2 separate regions of the Anas platyrhynchos genome follow, and region 1 is linked to region 2. The links are chromatin contacts, called in public Hi-C maps. All regions are on one chromosome and are shown on one strand. Each heading gives the region's core, a stretch centred on a gene start, on an enhancer-like site or on the middle of the called end of the contact. The rest is flanking DNA. Distances are from core to core; before and after follow the strand shown. Region 1 has its middle 40 kb from the start of INSIG1. Region 2 overlaps INSIG1 (insulin induced gene 1).

What was found. Hi-C and Micro-C count contacts between places; a contact is called where the count stands out from the background.
Region 1: a contact with region 2 is called in a Hi-C map of small yellow follicle, with 3 times the contacts expected there. The contact joins two enhancer-like sites. A contact is called at or near these places in 3 of 8 Hi-C or Micro-C datasets (F5 follicle, liver and small yellow follicle).

What each region holds. Positions count from the first base shown.
Region 1 is chr2:151,354,454-151,362,227 of IASCAAS_PekinDuck_T2T, forward strand. No RefSeq gene overlaps it. Among named protein-coding and RNA genes, the nearest start is that of INSIG1, 40 kb to the left of the region's middle. Within about 2 kb of position 5,403, at least 1 of the 8 cell types and tissues checked has an H3K27ac peak or open chromatin away from gene starts, as enhancers often do.
Region 2 is chr2:151,306,886-151,313,725 of IASCAAS_PekinDuck_T2T, forward strand. INSIG1 (insulin induced gene 1) reads right to left here. Exons shown (of 6, transcript XM_005026017.6): 6 at 3,237-5,499. The coding sequence ends at 5,470. Among named protein-coding and RNA genes, the nearest start is that of INSIG1, 8.3 kb to the right of the region's middle. Within about 2 kb of position 1,741, at least 2 of the 8 cell types and tissues checked have an H3K27ac peak or open chromatin away from gene starts, as enhancers often do.

The sequences.
Region 1 (7,774 bases), core at 4,153-6,652, 51 kb after region 2:
GCCAAGAAATCCTGACAACTCTGTATGCTATAGCAAGAGCTGCTGCTGTTGTGTTCCTCTCTGATTTCTCCTGCAGCAGCCACCCGTCATGTTTCTCAAGAAAATGAGATGCTCATCTGAATTTACAAGCTGGAAAACACTGGTAACAATCAAGATGCTTTTATAGAGAATAGTTCTTTCTTAAATTATGTTGATAGCGTTCCTTGGTGAGCTAACAGGTTTAGCTGATGGAGGTCAACTGCATGCATTGTACTTATGCTTTTTTAAGTGTTTGCAATCATCACATGGTATGCTCAAACTTTACTAAAACTTGGCATTAAAAAAAATGTTACAGAGCATGAAAAATGGTACAGCACATTAAAAATGATACATCACATTAAATAGATTAAAAACTATCTGGCTAATCTCAGAAAGTAACTTAATCTTTTTAATTAGGAATTATCAGCTAATTTTTCCTTTCAGGGTTTATACCTTTGCCCAAGACTTACCAATATATTTATCATAGAGCAATCAAAAATTGAGGAGAAAATATAAATGATGGGTGAAAAACATCCAGATGACACAGTGATTGTTGGCATGGTGATAGCCCAGACATATCATTTATATAGCATGACCTTAATTACCCAGTGGCTTGAACATAATTAAAGACAGCAAAAGTAAATTCATAATTTTAGTATTAAAGAGTGTACACCCTTGTGACAAGGCAATGGACTGGATCCTGGAAAAGGTGGATTCCCCAAAACTGAAGAGAATGAATGAAGCCATTAGTGAATCAGTAGGTATAAGTAAATATTTCAGGTGAGACACAAGAAAAATTGAGGTGCCCAAGTCCCAGACTGTGATAGTGACTGCCCTCCTCAGCTAAATCTGCCGTGCTCATGCCTTGGGAACTTCTGGTACCCACCACTTCCCGTGGCCATAAATAACAACCTCCAGAATACGGTTCAGCCTAGTTTACTTTTCATCCCAGCCCTTTGACAAAGTGCTCCAAGCATTCATATCACCTGGGGCATTGCCTTGCTGGGTCCTGCTGTGTTTTCCGAGAAGGAACAACCTGCTTGGCCCAACGCCCACCTTCAGGGTGATGCTTGGGGTTGTGGGCCTTGAGGTGGGTCCTGTGGGCCTTGTGTGAGGTGCTGGAGGCCAGGGCAGGGGACTACCCTCCGTACGGACAGGTTTAAGTACCTTTTGTGCATGCGGTACTTTAGATCACCTTTAGGTCATGGATTGCTGGCCTGATGCACCTCAGCATTGCAGGAACGGCTTCATGAGGTCTCAGTTCCACCAGACCTCATGAGTGGGGCAGCAGCTCCTCCTGTCCCATGAAGACGGGCTGTTTGCTCCCCAGTGGTGCCACGCTCACAATGTCTGCTGTCCCACGTTCAGACCTGAGGCCCATAGAGGGCTGCCTCCATCCCCTCACAGCTCTGCTTGCTGCAGAGGCTCCCATCTGCCAGGACAAGGAACAGAGAGCAGCTCCTTACCCTGGACCAAGATGGAAGTGGAATCTTTGTCTGAGGAACTCTTATACACTCAAGGTTAATTTTTCCATTTGAATTTATGACAAATTGTGGTAGAGTACAAAATATCATCCAGGGCCATTCATTTTCTTAACCCCACGACTCCAGGGCCTGCCTGGCCCTACTGATACAGTAATTAACAGACTCCAACAAGACATGAATTTCACAGTTTTTGTTCTTTTGAGCCCATAACTGTTGTTTTACAGATATCTGTGTATTCACACACAAAATGCATGGGGCTTAATTAACAACTTTATTGTTATTCACTCACATCATTATCAAAGTACATTGGAGCCTCTGTCTAACACACGGACTTTGTAGTTCTTGCTGTGTGTAGAGGTGGTAGAATTTGCCAAAAGCTTGTGGTCTAAGATTAGGAAAAAGTGACATGCAGATGAAAAAGTACAAAGAAACAGCTTCACCAAATGCCTCGGTAAGAGCAGAGGGGCAGAGCCTACCTCAAATACTGCTCTCCTCCCCTTGCAGAAGAGCCCTCCACGCCACTTCATTTACAGAGCGGGCTGAAGTTGCTAAGTAACAATGCTCTAACCCAGCACGAGCCTTGCTCAAAGCGCCATCGGTGAGGACAAGGCGATGACAGCTCTGATATGCAATATCCGCAGCTGTGCTACAGAAGAAACGTGGTGTTGTTGCCCAGGGGAGCCCGTGGCTCACCGTGCTGGGTTGAATCCTGCCCAGCCCACAAACCTGAGGCACCCAGGAGGATGCTGTGCTGCCGTCTGCCTCCCATCCCACAGCGTGCTGCGATGGCCACATCTCCCACCTGCAGTGCTAAGACCTTCCCCAACGGGTAGGGCAAAGCACCAGGTTCCTCTGCAGTCACTTCCATTTCCCTGCTGCCTTCTCATTCCTTTGCTTCTTCCAAGCGAAACTGCAAATCCTCATGTTCTCCCCACACACATCACCTACCATCTCAATACCAACTTGGTCTCAAGGCACAAACTTTCTTGACAATCTGGGGCTTGTGGTCTGTTTGCTGTAGGGTTGGCTCTGATGGTGAGCTGCCGGCTTTCACAATGTTCATCTCGATCAGCCGTCCCCCCTCGCCAAGCTGCCTCATCATTAAATTTTGTCTTCAGACCTTTCTGCCTTTGATTTGAGGTTATAACTTGGTATTAGGCAAGGATTTGGAGCTGCAGAGCCAGAAATATCGAATCTTCTTATGAAAAGTGACAAATAGTGGTGGTCACTTACAGCAAAATCCTGTCTTTTTTTTTTTTTTCCTTTCCCAGCTGCATTTTGGGTTGGTCTTAATGCCCTCTTCAAGCCCAAACTCAATAGACCCTAGTCCTGAAAATGTCAGTGCTCGGTGTCTGCCCTCCACGATAACCACAATCTGTGTGTGGCTCCGAGGTCAGATCTCCTGCGGGGTGGCTGCAACCCCATAAATCCTTCTTTGCCCTCCAGGGAGGGACTCGGCATCCCAAAGGAAACACCCACGATGAGGTGTCACCACGTAGGCATCTCCACGTGACGTGGGAGTCTGGGCTGCAGTTCCCATCAGTGGAACACGTCAGCAGAGCAGTGTAGGTGTTTGCTTGCTTTGTGGGGGACTGAAAGGCTCTCCAGAGACCACTGACTCGAGGCAGTACTGGCACATAAACTTGGGCTTCTTCACCTGGAGTCTGAGCCTACCCCAGTTCTGTAAAGCTTCTTGTTTCTTCTTGATGCCCACAGAGAGATGTAGTCAGGCCAGAGGGGGATTCTCAGAGCATCTCACCTTAGCCTGGCTGAAAAGGGGTTAGGATGGACGCCTCCAAGAGCTGGATGCATGATTTTGCTGGGAGCACCATGGTGGGGCAGCAGGGCAAGGATGGCATGTGTGGTTGACCAGGCTGAGGATGAATTTTGGTGGAGCCAAAACATGAGCAGATATACCCAAGGAGAATTTGCAGAATGGCTTTCTGGTGTTTAAGGACATCCTTTTCTCTGGAATGATATTCAAGGACAGCTGGCTGCAGTCACCAGCTTCTTGCCAAGCCTGCAATGGGAGGCAGGCAAACAGCACCGCTCCTGGGCTGCTTCGGCCACGGCTCCTCATCCTCATTTCCCTGCTACACAAAGCAGCAGTGCTCTTGTAGACTTCAAAATGTGGTGAACCACACTGGTGGAGTATACTTTTATTTTAAAGCAGCCAAGAAGTTTTATCCTTGTGGACCATTCTGCTGGCAGACCACTGCAGTATTTAGGTGGCTTCAACACAGTTTTTTTTTCTCTTATTATTATTATTATTATTATTATTATTATTATTATTATTATTATTATTATTATTTATTTTATTTTATTTTATTTTATTTTATTTTATTTTATTTTATTTTATTTTATTTTATTTTATTTTATTTTGTTATTGTTCCGAACTAGGCATGTTCAGAGCTCTGGCTTTGGCTGACAGCACTGCGGAACTGCTCCATCAGCTGCTTGTGCAATTTTGCTGAGGTTAACAACGTGACGGCTTAAATTGAAAGGGCTGTTCCCAGCTGAAACCTTCCAGATCTGGAAATCTCTGGGAATTATTGCTTAGTGAGATCTGTGGAGGACCATGTTATTATCAGCCTGCCATTTATTTTAAGCAATACCTTACATTTCCAAGAAAAGTGTTGTCCACGTATGCCAGCAGTGTGGCTCTAAAGTGATGCTGAGCCTCCAAAACAAGTGACCTGACACTTCCTGGACTTCTTTAAAGAGCCAGAAAAGCCAGACGTGGCAGCAGATGGAGACAAAAACAAGCTTTTTGTGGTGAGCTGTGACACAGCTACAGCAGCCGAGCTGACCATGGACTGGCTCCCGTCTCATCATGAATTGCTCCTTGTGTTTTTTCTTCATTAATACATTTCATAATCCCTTTGATTTGTTTAAAAGTCTTGTATCAGGACTGCACTCTCATGCCTCCCGGATTCAATGTCCAGTGTTTTGGATCTTTCCCAGATTGTGGAAACCCCTCCCGGATCCAACACACGAGACTCAGGCTGAGACCAAGCAAAACCTTGTTTTTCCTCCAGATCCACAGACCCAGCTATGGCATTGGGGCTAGAAGGAGATGGGTTGTCACGTCCGTGACTCCTTCTGGGGCTAGAGAGGAGATTAGCCTATAATGAGGCTGTGATTTGATGAACTAATACCATGGTTAAATAAATCTATCATGAGTTGCTTTGGCTGATGAAGTTATCTTGCGAGAAGATTAACTGCTGATTAGGTTTTGTTGGGGCCTGGAAAGAGCGTGATTTGTAGCAAGCGTTTTAAAAACACGGTGCAAGGAATTAATTCTCTGTTCTCACCCTTCCATTCTATTCTAACCCCTCATTCTCTATTCTTTGCTTTGAACCCTCTCCTAATTACTCTGCACAGTGAATTGATTAGCAGGCCAACACTTTTATTTTCATGCACGTGAAGGGTGGCATTGGGATGGTTCTCTCGATGTGCAGAAGACATCTGTACCTGTGCAGGGTGTGTGCAGAAGGCTTCTGGGTGTCTTCTATCTGTCAGGCATGGCCAGGTGCAGTAGGGAAAAAATAATAATAATAAAAAAAAAAATGGCCAAAATGTGAAAAAGTGACGGGCACAAGTATCCAGCAGCTCTCTGACTGAGCTCACTTGCACAAAGAAAGCAAGAATTCGTGGTGGTTGGCTGCAAGCAAGAAGCCCCCCTCTGGCCTTGCATGGAAGGAGATCTTACAGAGGGATGGAGCTGTGAGTGTGGCACACCCATGGCACAAGCAGCAGCCTTTTAAAATCAGAAAGTCAGGTTTGGGAGGCAGCAGGGGCTGCGTTTGGGAAAGCAGAGGCCAGCTGCAATGCTGAAATCTGATGCAAAAGCTAATACATCTCTAACTGTCTCCACCTCTGGCACAAACCCTCCTAACCCCACACCCTCCTCTGCTGTTTCCCTGCCCAGACCAAGGGCAGCAAAGCTTGGTGGCACCTCTCCAGCAGGCTCAGCCTGGCTGCATCCCCACAGGATGAATACCCAGGGCTGCATAAAAGCAAGGGCTGGTCTGTGAGGCGAGCTGTGCCCTTTTACCAAGTGACAAATGGTGGCTGTCACCGTCTCCATCGACAGCAGCCCCCGGTGGCTGTGGGACACATGCGGCTCTGTAAATCTGATCGTGTTTGCACTCGCAGTGTTTTATGAGCCTCATCAGGTTGCACTGCAAATATTTCTGCAGCTGCTGCTCCCCGAGGAGTGATGAGGCGGAGGGGCCACGAGCACCCAGCAAACACCAGCCGCAAAAAAAAAATAAATCAGTTCACGTGCATGCTCCAAGAAGGGGCCAGAAATTACAAGTGCACCATGAATTAGACAAAGAAGCTTGAAGGCTTTGGTAAGAAACTTCAACCACCAGAGTGTCATGCAAGTTAGAATAGATGTAGGGGGTTTACTAGCTAATGTATGTACCCTTTCTCTTCCAAAAATAGTACTTCGTTTCAGAAAGGAAACTGACTATCTGCTAGAAGATTTTGTCTGAGCTCCTTCCCTACGTGCTTGTTGTTCCTGAAACGTGGAGCTCGTGTCACCTGTTGCACAGGTGTGGTTATCCTGCTATGACACACTGGACTCACACTGCAATTAGTCTTTGCATGACCATGTCTCATTTGGGTGTGACAGCAAGGTTTATGGTGCGGGAAGAGCCTGGCACGGACACCTCTGCTGTCCTCCTGGACCAACCCCAAGGCACCAGCAGTGGCAGAGCCACCCCAGCTCTGTCCCACACGTTTTGGTAGTCTCCTCTCCTGGCACACACAGGGACAAAACCAAGATTAACCTTCAGAGCACATCCCATTTTGGCCATCATGAGGAGCAGAGGGCAGCTCCAAGCCTAATATATCAATTCTGATTTTTGTTTGGTTCAAAGCATAAAAGCACAGCAACAATAGTTTTCCGAGTGGCAAAGCCCCAGCTGGTATCTGAAGCCTAATGGATGTGATTCAGATGTAGACATTTCTCCACAGAGACCGACCAAATCCTCTTTCAGTCATGTAATAAAAGCAGACAAGTGGTATTGCTTGCTAAGAACATGAACCAGGGCCACGGTGTTAAACTGGGAGGAGATCAAGGAGATCCTGAGGACATGATGCAGCATCCATACAGGCTATACTGCATGATGTAGTAATCACATCAAACTGTCTCCCTGATCTGGACCCCAAATATTTTTTGGCAAATAAAGAGGAAAATGCTATGTTACTGATTATCTTTCCTGTTTTCCAGCCAGAGGTGAACACCCACCAGCCATAGGGTAGATCTTGGTCTCCCTCTAGTGATGGGCCTGCCAACAGCAACGACCAGCCCAGCTCCAGCCTCACACCTCTATCCTCTGCTTCCATCCCCTTTTTCATGATGTGGTGGCCAAGGATGGCTCTGGTCCTTGCTGACTGCTGCACCATGCAGGAGCAGGAGACATGGGCTTCTGCCTTTCATTCCTGGAGAGATGTCGAGGAAGAAGCCCACCACTGCAGCCTCATGGCACTCAACACCTCAAGGAAAGACAGACATAACCACGACATCTGCAGAGATGTGTGGTATTTCAGGGAAACAAGGGGACACATCCACACTACCAGTATTCATCCTCTCCAGGAACCTCTGTCGTTGGCCATGGAGGACCTGAAGGTCCTACTGATGGAGGACTTGAAGATCCTACAACAGCTGCTCTGGAGCCTCCTGAGGCAGGAGTCCATGCAGACAGAGCTGACATGGGGCAGTCCAGGAAGCTCAGGGACCCCCAGGAACACTGGCATTGGATAATGAAGTAGCTCAGTGCATGTCTACCTTGTGAAGTCCATAAGGATGCACAAGAAGACTTTTTGGGCTATGTGTTGAAGGCTAGTTTCTTTGGTAACCATGAGCTCGATGTACAAGGGCTACACAGGTTCAGAGACGCCAGCCCTAACATCTCATGAAATATAGAGCAAAGTCTTTCAAGGTTGTCACTCTTCAGTGACATTGTCTCTTGTACTGCTTCTAATTTTCTATTCGGAGCTTCATTGCAGGACGTGATTAAAATTAGGAACTTTCTGAAAGTCATGCTCTTGAGAGGAACGGGCAAGGGGAAGATGCCCTGAGAAATACATCAACACTGCCTGGAGAGATGAGTTGGAAAATAAATGAGTAATGTTATTTAATTGCCTGAGACATATTTTCAGCCTTTTTTCTTTTCTCTGTATATCTTTTAATTTTTAATGCTTTTGTCTAAGGAATTCCCTAGTAGAAAAGTATCTGTAAAGTTGGTAGAAACAACTGG
Region 2 (6,840 bases), core at 491-2,990:
GCGTCAAAACTCTTGGCAGATGCCCGTGTTTCACAACCGGGGCCTGACGAGAGAATTATTAGTCTCCGGGTTGTTTCTTTAAGTACGTATTGAGTAAGAACTAATTTGTACCATGGTAAGACTTTCACCCCAGCAGCTCTGCAGGGTGTTTGAGTAAAGACAAAGTAAAAACTAAGCAAAGACCCTAGGATCTGTCCTGTTGATAGCAAGGGCTTTCTGCATGTAAGAAGAAGAAATCTGGTAAAAATCTGAGCTCTTTTCCTGATGTTTTTATTCACTCTTTCTCAACCCGTTCTGACACAGCCTTCAGCAAGATGTTTGAAGGTGACCTACAGGAGCTTTGGTAGGACGATTGCTCAGTGGCTTTAAACATGACCGAGGCTGCCAGTAGGGGACATGCAGCCCTTAGACCTGACCTCCCTGCTCTCCCCCTAAGGTTGCTGCTGCCTCTGCGAGCACAGCTCCGTAAAGAAAAGGAAAAAATATATATTTTTCTGGAAAAAAATATATTTTTCCAGAAAGGAAAAATATTTAAAAGCAGAGCTTGCAAAGAAGTTCACTGCTGCACAGCTCAGCATGGAAACGGATGCGCTCTGCTTGCCCCAACAAGATCTCCGTTGCACAAGTCAGCCCTTGAAGTTTTATTTGGGAGCTGTTTTCCTAATGCTGGGCAAGGCAGCAGGGGGTGTTTCTGGTGATGCTTCCCTAGCTCAGGAGGAATTCTGCCTCATGTCTCTGTTGGCTTCACTGGGATTTCTGGGCAGCTTATCATAATAAAATAATAATAATAATAATAATAATAATAATAATAATAATAATAATAATAATAATAGCCTTGCCCTCACAAAAGCAGTGACTTCTCAGTGATCTCACTGCCTCCTGCTCCCAAATGACCTCTGATGTTAACATAACATCTCCTTTGTGTCCAGGTCCAAGGTTTAAGAACTCCACCTGTCCCCAGAGGGATCACGAGCCCCTTGCTCAATCACACACATGCCACAACCCCTTGGTGACGGCAGGAGGGGCTGTAGGTACTGCTGGGCATGTCCCCAGCTGGCTGAGGGCCTTTCTGTATGGCAGGAGTCAGTCTCCTCCAAGCTGTGGTGGTCCCAAGACACCCGATCTGAGGCTTTCTCATGTCTCTTGGGTACACTGCAATTCAAAACACCAGTGCTCTTGTCCTGAAGAACCCAAGGCTAAAACCACTCAGGACTAATAAATCTGACCCCTGTGAAGTCACCTATGAGCTACTCTGAAGCTATGAGCTGCTCAGCTGCTTTTGATGAATCAGAAAACAACACCGGTGCAAAGAACCCCCTGGACCACGTGCTGTAGGAGTCAGGGAGCTTGGAGCTCCCCTTCCCAGCACCAAGCCCAGGAGAAGCAGGGCAGCCGTGTTTGATTTCCATGTAAAAATGCTGATCTGCTGTCATTACTACAGGATATGTAACAAGTTGGTGGAATTTCTGCAGCACTTGCCTGCTATTTAATGTAACCGGGCTCTGAAACCACCTAGACATGACTTACCATAGGAGAGAAAACATGATTTACAGCTGGGGGAACCTCACTGAGCTGAACTCATAAGCTCTGACCCTTTAGGACTCCTTGAGCAGCGATGCTTTATTTACAGAAATTATCACACGTCCTTTGAATTCTGTCTTTGAGGGTTAACCAGCAGCACGATTACAACCTACCGCCTTCCTTATCACGCAGCTGTGCAATAAAACTGCTCTCCTCACCCCGCTGTTATTAAGCTGTCATCACAACCCGCATTTGTAGCCTGCGAAGACAGAAAAATGTCATTGCACAACAGGATTTAAAAGCTAAAAGCAGGGAAAGGATGACAACGTGAGGCGGGGCAACTCACGTGGTGCTTTGTTACCCAAGGAAATCACCATTATTTTTAGGATGCTGTCCTGGCCCCTTCGCTGGAGGGACCTCTCCAGCTGTGTCCCCTCGAGACAGACACCCCTCAAAAGCTTCCGAGGTAGAACCCTTAATGATTTTTTCCATAGAAGTATGCTTTGTCCAATTAGTCCTGCATGTAATGCTTTGTTCTCATGAATTTTGGAGCTCCTCTGCTGTGCAGCAAGGCTACTGAGACTTAATTTCATTATTCACCTCAATATGTTCCTGCTGCATTCAGCGAACAGTCTATGGGCCCTCCTGTGGCTAATTTAGCACCTGCAAATCCCCACGCTTAAAACCAAAGGCTGAATAACCCACAGAATGAGTGTGCAGGAACTAAACACAGGCCAAATCATCACACTTTCTGGCAAGACTGATATATATATATATATTTTTTTTTTCTCCACGTAGAAATTTTGGGCACACTTCCCTGTCTCAAAGAGAGACCCTCAGTCAGATGTCCTAGTTCTCTTTGGCACCAGGCTACATCCCAAATCTTTTTGTGCATGTTTTTTAATTCCTTCTGACAAAGCTCAAGAAGTTTGAGGGGAAAGCAACGCACCTGGAGGATCCAAGCCATGCTCAGACCGGAGATGTTGGCTACTGCTTCAGCAGCTGTGCAGCAGAGTTACGCTGAACAGAAGGCAGGCTGGCTATGCCAAAGCAGTTAGGAACCTCATCATGAAGGCTGCTCAAGCTAAGCCAACAGACTGCAGCGAAGTGGACAAAGATTGATCACAAAACCATTCTACTGCTTCCCCTACAAACACAGCAGCTTCTAGAAGCCCCAAACAAGCACTTGGGTAAAGTAAAATCAAAATCTTTGTTTAAGTTATCAAGATGTTATCTTTCCTAAATCAGATGGTGCAAGCCTCAGCAGCACTTAGCCTTACCAGCCGTGCTTACTCCTCCTTGCTGTGTGCGCTGTAAGATGCTTTGGCATTTAGTGATACATCTCTGCAGACAACCAAGCTGCAAGACGTAGCATGTTTACCCCGCACCCTCCGTATTTTATTTCAGATTATGAACTTGAGTATCTTGGAAGACAATGGTAATAGCATTCTGTACCCTAATTCACCTGGCAGTAACACACGCTTATGTCACTTGGCAAAATAGCAAAACTGTTTCTCTTAAACCCTATAATTCACGCTGGAAAACCTTCTAAAAGTTAAATCTTATAAATTCAGTTTAGGATTATTATTTTCTTTTTTTTTTTTTTTTAATACCACTGAGTATGCATGACTGACTGTTAGTTATGCAACCATAACAACTGTCCTTTTCAAGAAAGATTCCTGCATAATGTGAATACAGAGAACCCATGGCAAACGTGACTTGATCGTAGAACTTTAATAGTAAAAAAAGTGTAAAACCAAACACACCAATGAAAACTTATCAGTAAGAATGAGAATTTAAGTGTTCAAATTCAGCATAGTGCAAATTTTCTTCACTCCCCTCCCACCTCTTCCAAACTTAAATCACTTTGGTTCAGGTACCTCTAAGTATTGGCAAAAAATGAACTTTTGACTTACATTTTTTGGCTGCGTTATTTTTAACACATACAGATCTAGCTTCAGGCTTTACAAATAAATCTTAAATACTTTATCAATCAAATATACGTAGAGATCAGTCATCTTATATCCAGTTTTATGAAGTTTTGGAAATAGTTTTAAGATGGTTTCAAAACTGTCTCTCCAGCAGGTAGCACACTTAAAGTATCTGAGCTGATCCAGTCCTGATCTGAAGACTTATATGATTATATTTTTAGGTTTTAAGCAGTTGAGAAAAGGATTTTATGCCAGTGAAATTACTCAATTCACACCAAAGCAAGATTAGAATTGGGGGCTGTTTTGTAATACCGTCTTTGTGCTAATCTCTTCCTCCAAAACAGAAGCACAAGCAGCAGTTAGAGCATTCCCGTAGAAGAGTGAAAACAGCCAGGATGCTGCTACCTTGCCTCAACATCTTTTTTTGACGGGTCAGTCTTTAACAGATGCCTCTAATTACATCAGAAGCCATGTAAGAGTGGAAACAAACACACACGAAAAATGTAGAATACAAAAAGGCAAATGCATAAAAGTTTACAAGTACACCATAACCACAAAATTGGAGTATTTCTAAAAATCTGGGTTTGATGAAAGATACAACAAAACTAGCTTTACTATTACTAGTTAAATAAATTATTGCTCCATTTGACTCCATGCAGCATTGAAATGAACTCAGAACCTTCTTCTCTTTAATCTGTCATAAGAAATGATCGCTATGTAAGAGAATACAAGGCTCAGATTTTTACTGTACATTGCACTTCAATTTTAAGACCTAATACTTGCTATTTAGGTCTACTGTGGTCTAAGCTATCAAACGAATACATTGTGCTCACAGAACTATGTATTAAGAAACACCAAATGTTTAATGTAGTGACATAAGCACTTTTTTCTTTCCTTTTTTTACACATGGCAATCACAGATTGCAAGTTCTATAGGGTTGTGATAAAAACAAGTAGTGATCTCTTTCATAAACTGAATTAAGGAAACAAGCTGTTCAAAATTCTTCACATGCAGTTTAAGTCACATTTTAGGCTTGCTTCTGTTTCCAATGTTTTTAGTCAAAACCCTCACTCAAACAGATGCAAGATCAAAAACAGCTGTAAGGAGGAAACTACAGATCTTCTGAGGAGTTGGGACCACATCCTCACTAACCACAAGCACCTGCAATGCAGGTATCTTCAGTGACACCACACATTTAAGACACCTGAAGGCAGCTTTGGTGAGACACTGAAGCACATGCATACTTTTAAGCAGAACACTTACAAACACTTTCCTACTGAATTGGGCCAGAACGAGATTTGCTCAAGCTAGAGTTTCTTGATAAAGTTCATGTTGGAACAAGATTGTCTCCAGCATTCACCTACTGTACTGAAGTAATTTAGAAATTTCCCAGCCAGGTGACTTCAAGCCTTTTGTCCCTCAAACCCCCTCCACTGCTAAAGTCAAACTTAATGCAGCATTACAGGTAAGGGCATGATTCCTTCATAAGACTCCTAAAAGCGTTAGTGCAATGCCTTTAATCTGTTTTGATCACTCTTATTTTTAAATAACCCTATACTTTTTTTTAAAAGATTTGGATAAATACTATTCCTATTAAACCATACTTCATCATTGTTAAGCACCATCGATCTACTTCCTTTGGGCACTGATACAGGCGCTTGTAATTAAATTTCTGTTTCAAGGCTTTAAGATGTGGCAGCTGCTTCAATAACTTACACTGGAATCTAATACTTGGAAAACTGCCACTTAGCCTGAATGCTTGTATTCAACTTGGTGTTAAACTCTTCGAGAGAACAGCCATATGCAAATGCTTATGCAGTAAATCAGGGTAAGATTTCAAGATAAGCAGTTAATTTCACTTGGCTATTCTAAGAGTGGATTAATTTTTTTTCCACAAGTCATTTGTGCAGTGAGCCCATAGAGAGATTATTTTCTCTAAATAATCTTCAATTTAAAACAGGAACACATCTTCTCAATGTTGCTTTCACGCTGGCACCATGCTCTCTCCTCCAAGGATTTAGTCATTGTGTGGTTTCTCTGGAATACCCTATGGATTAAAAGAACAACAGAAAGTATATTTTAGTACCATGTAAGAAGTTACATGTTATGCAATATTTTCAATAACTAAAGTTAGTTGACTATTTAGTCAAATTGACAGTGACCTAGCAGACACAGCTTCTTGTAAAATCCCAGCAAGGATGTACTCCTTAACTGTGGACAGAAGTGTCACCATAGTTTTGTGCTGCCTCAATTTGTTCATTTGATGAAAAGAATTAGGCTTGGTAGACAGGTTAAGACTTTTTCAGCCTTCCTATCTCAGGATATTTATTTGCAGGCGCTGCACAGCACTCACTTAATGGACATTTGTTTCATTTTTAATGTTTCATTTTCAAGCTGACTTCAAGCAAAAGTTACTGGATTTTCCCTGCAAAGCCTAGTATCAGATAGACTTGCTCATTTCCTCCTAAGCTCCTTTTCTAGTGTGATACCCTCGTACATCAATTTAAAAAGGCATTTAAACAACTTATTTAAAATAGAGCTTGTAAGTTCTCCTTCATTCTCTTGAGAAAATACAGAAGTCCAAGTATTGAACATGTGCACAGTTCCACAGCCCCCAAGCAGTAGCAAACAAATATTTGTGAGGTGGGTGTTCTTGAGACAACCCTAGTTTGCCAGATGCTGAGAATGATGGTTACAACTCAAGATGATGTATTGCCCTCCATCTAATCCAGCTGATGAGTAATGGAGGAGCAGCTTTAGGTATCAACATGCAGCAAGAGCTGCAGCAGCACCTTCACCTTCTCTTCAGAAATCAAACTATGAAATGTTGGGTTTCATCAAGCTGAGAGGAAAAAAGTTACTGATATACTTTATTTAAAAAAAATTCTACCTTTCTCTTCCCCCATACACTTAGTCCTAAGGGAAAAAAAGCACATGCAGATTGCATGTACTGCTGGGATTTGAAGTGGAAGTAATGAACTTATACTTTAAAGAACATCAGGGAAAAAAAAAAATGAAGTTTTAAGACATTGACTAAGGTCCTGGGAGATCTGGCTTGATACCAAGTTATATCAGGAAATAATTTTTTAGAAGAAAACTATTTAAACCAGGCAGACTTGCCAATGCCTTCCCCCTACCCCCCAGTCTTTTTCTACTAGGGGTAACTGTTAATGTAGTGAAACTGAGAATCAGTACTACAGAAATTAATCAGTGGTGGTCAAGCAATGTGGCTTTTTCCCCCCAGCTTGGCTGCAAGCCGGTCCATCTGCTGTATCAAGTTCTGACCATCCACATCAGAAGTACATTGGTGTCTACGCCCTGGGTTAGAAAGGTTAGGCAGAAGGGACAGAAAGCCTGTTCGAGGCAAGACAGCTAACTGCTGCCTGGC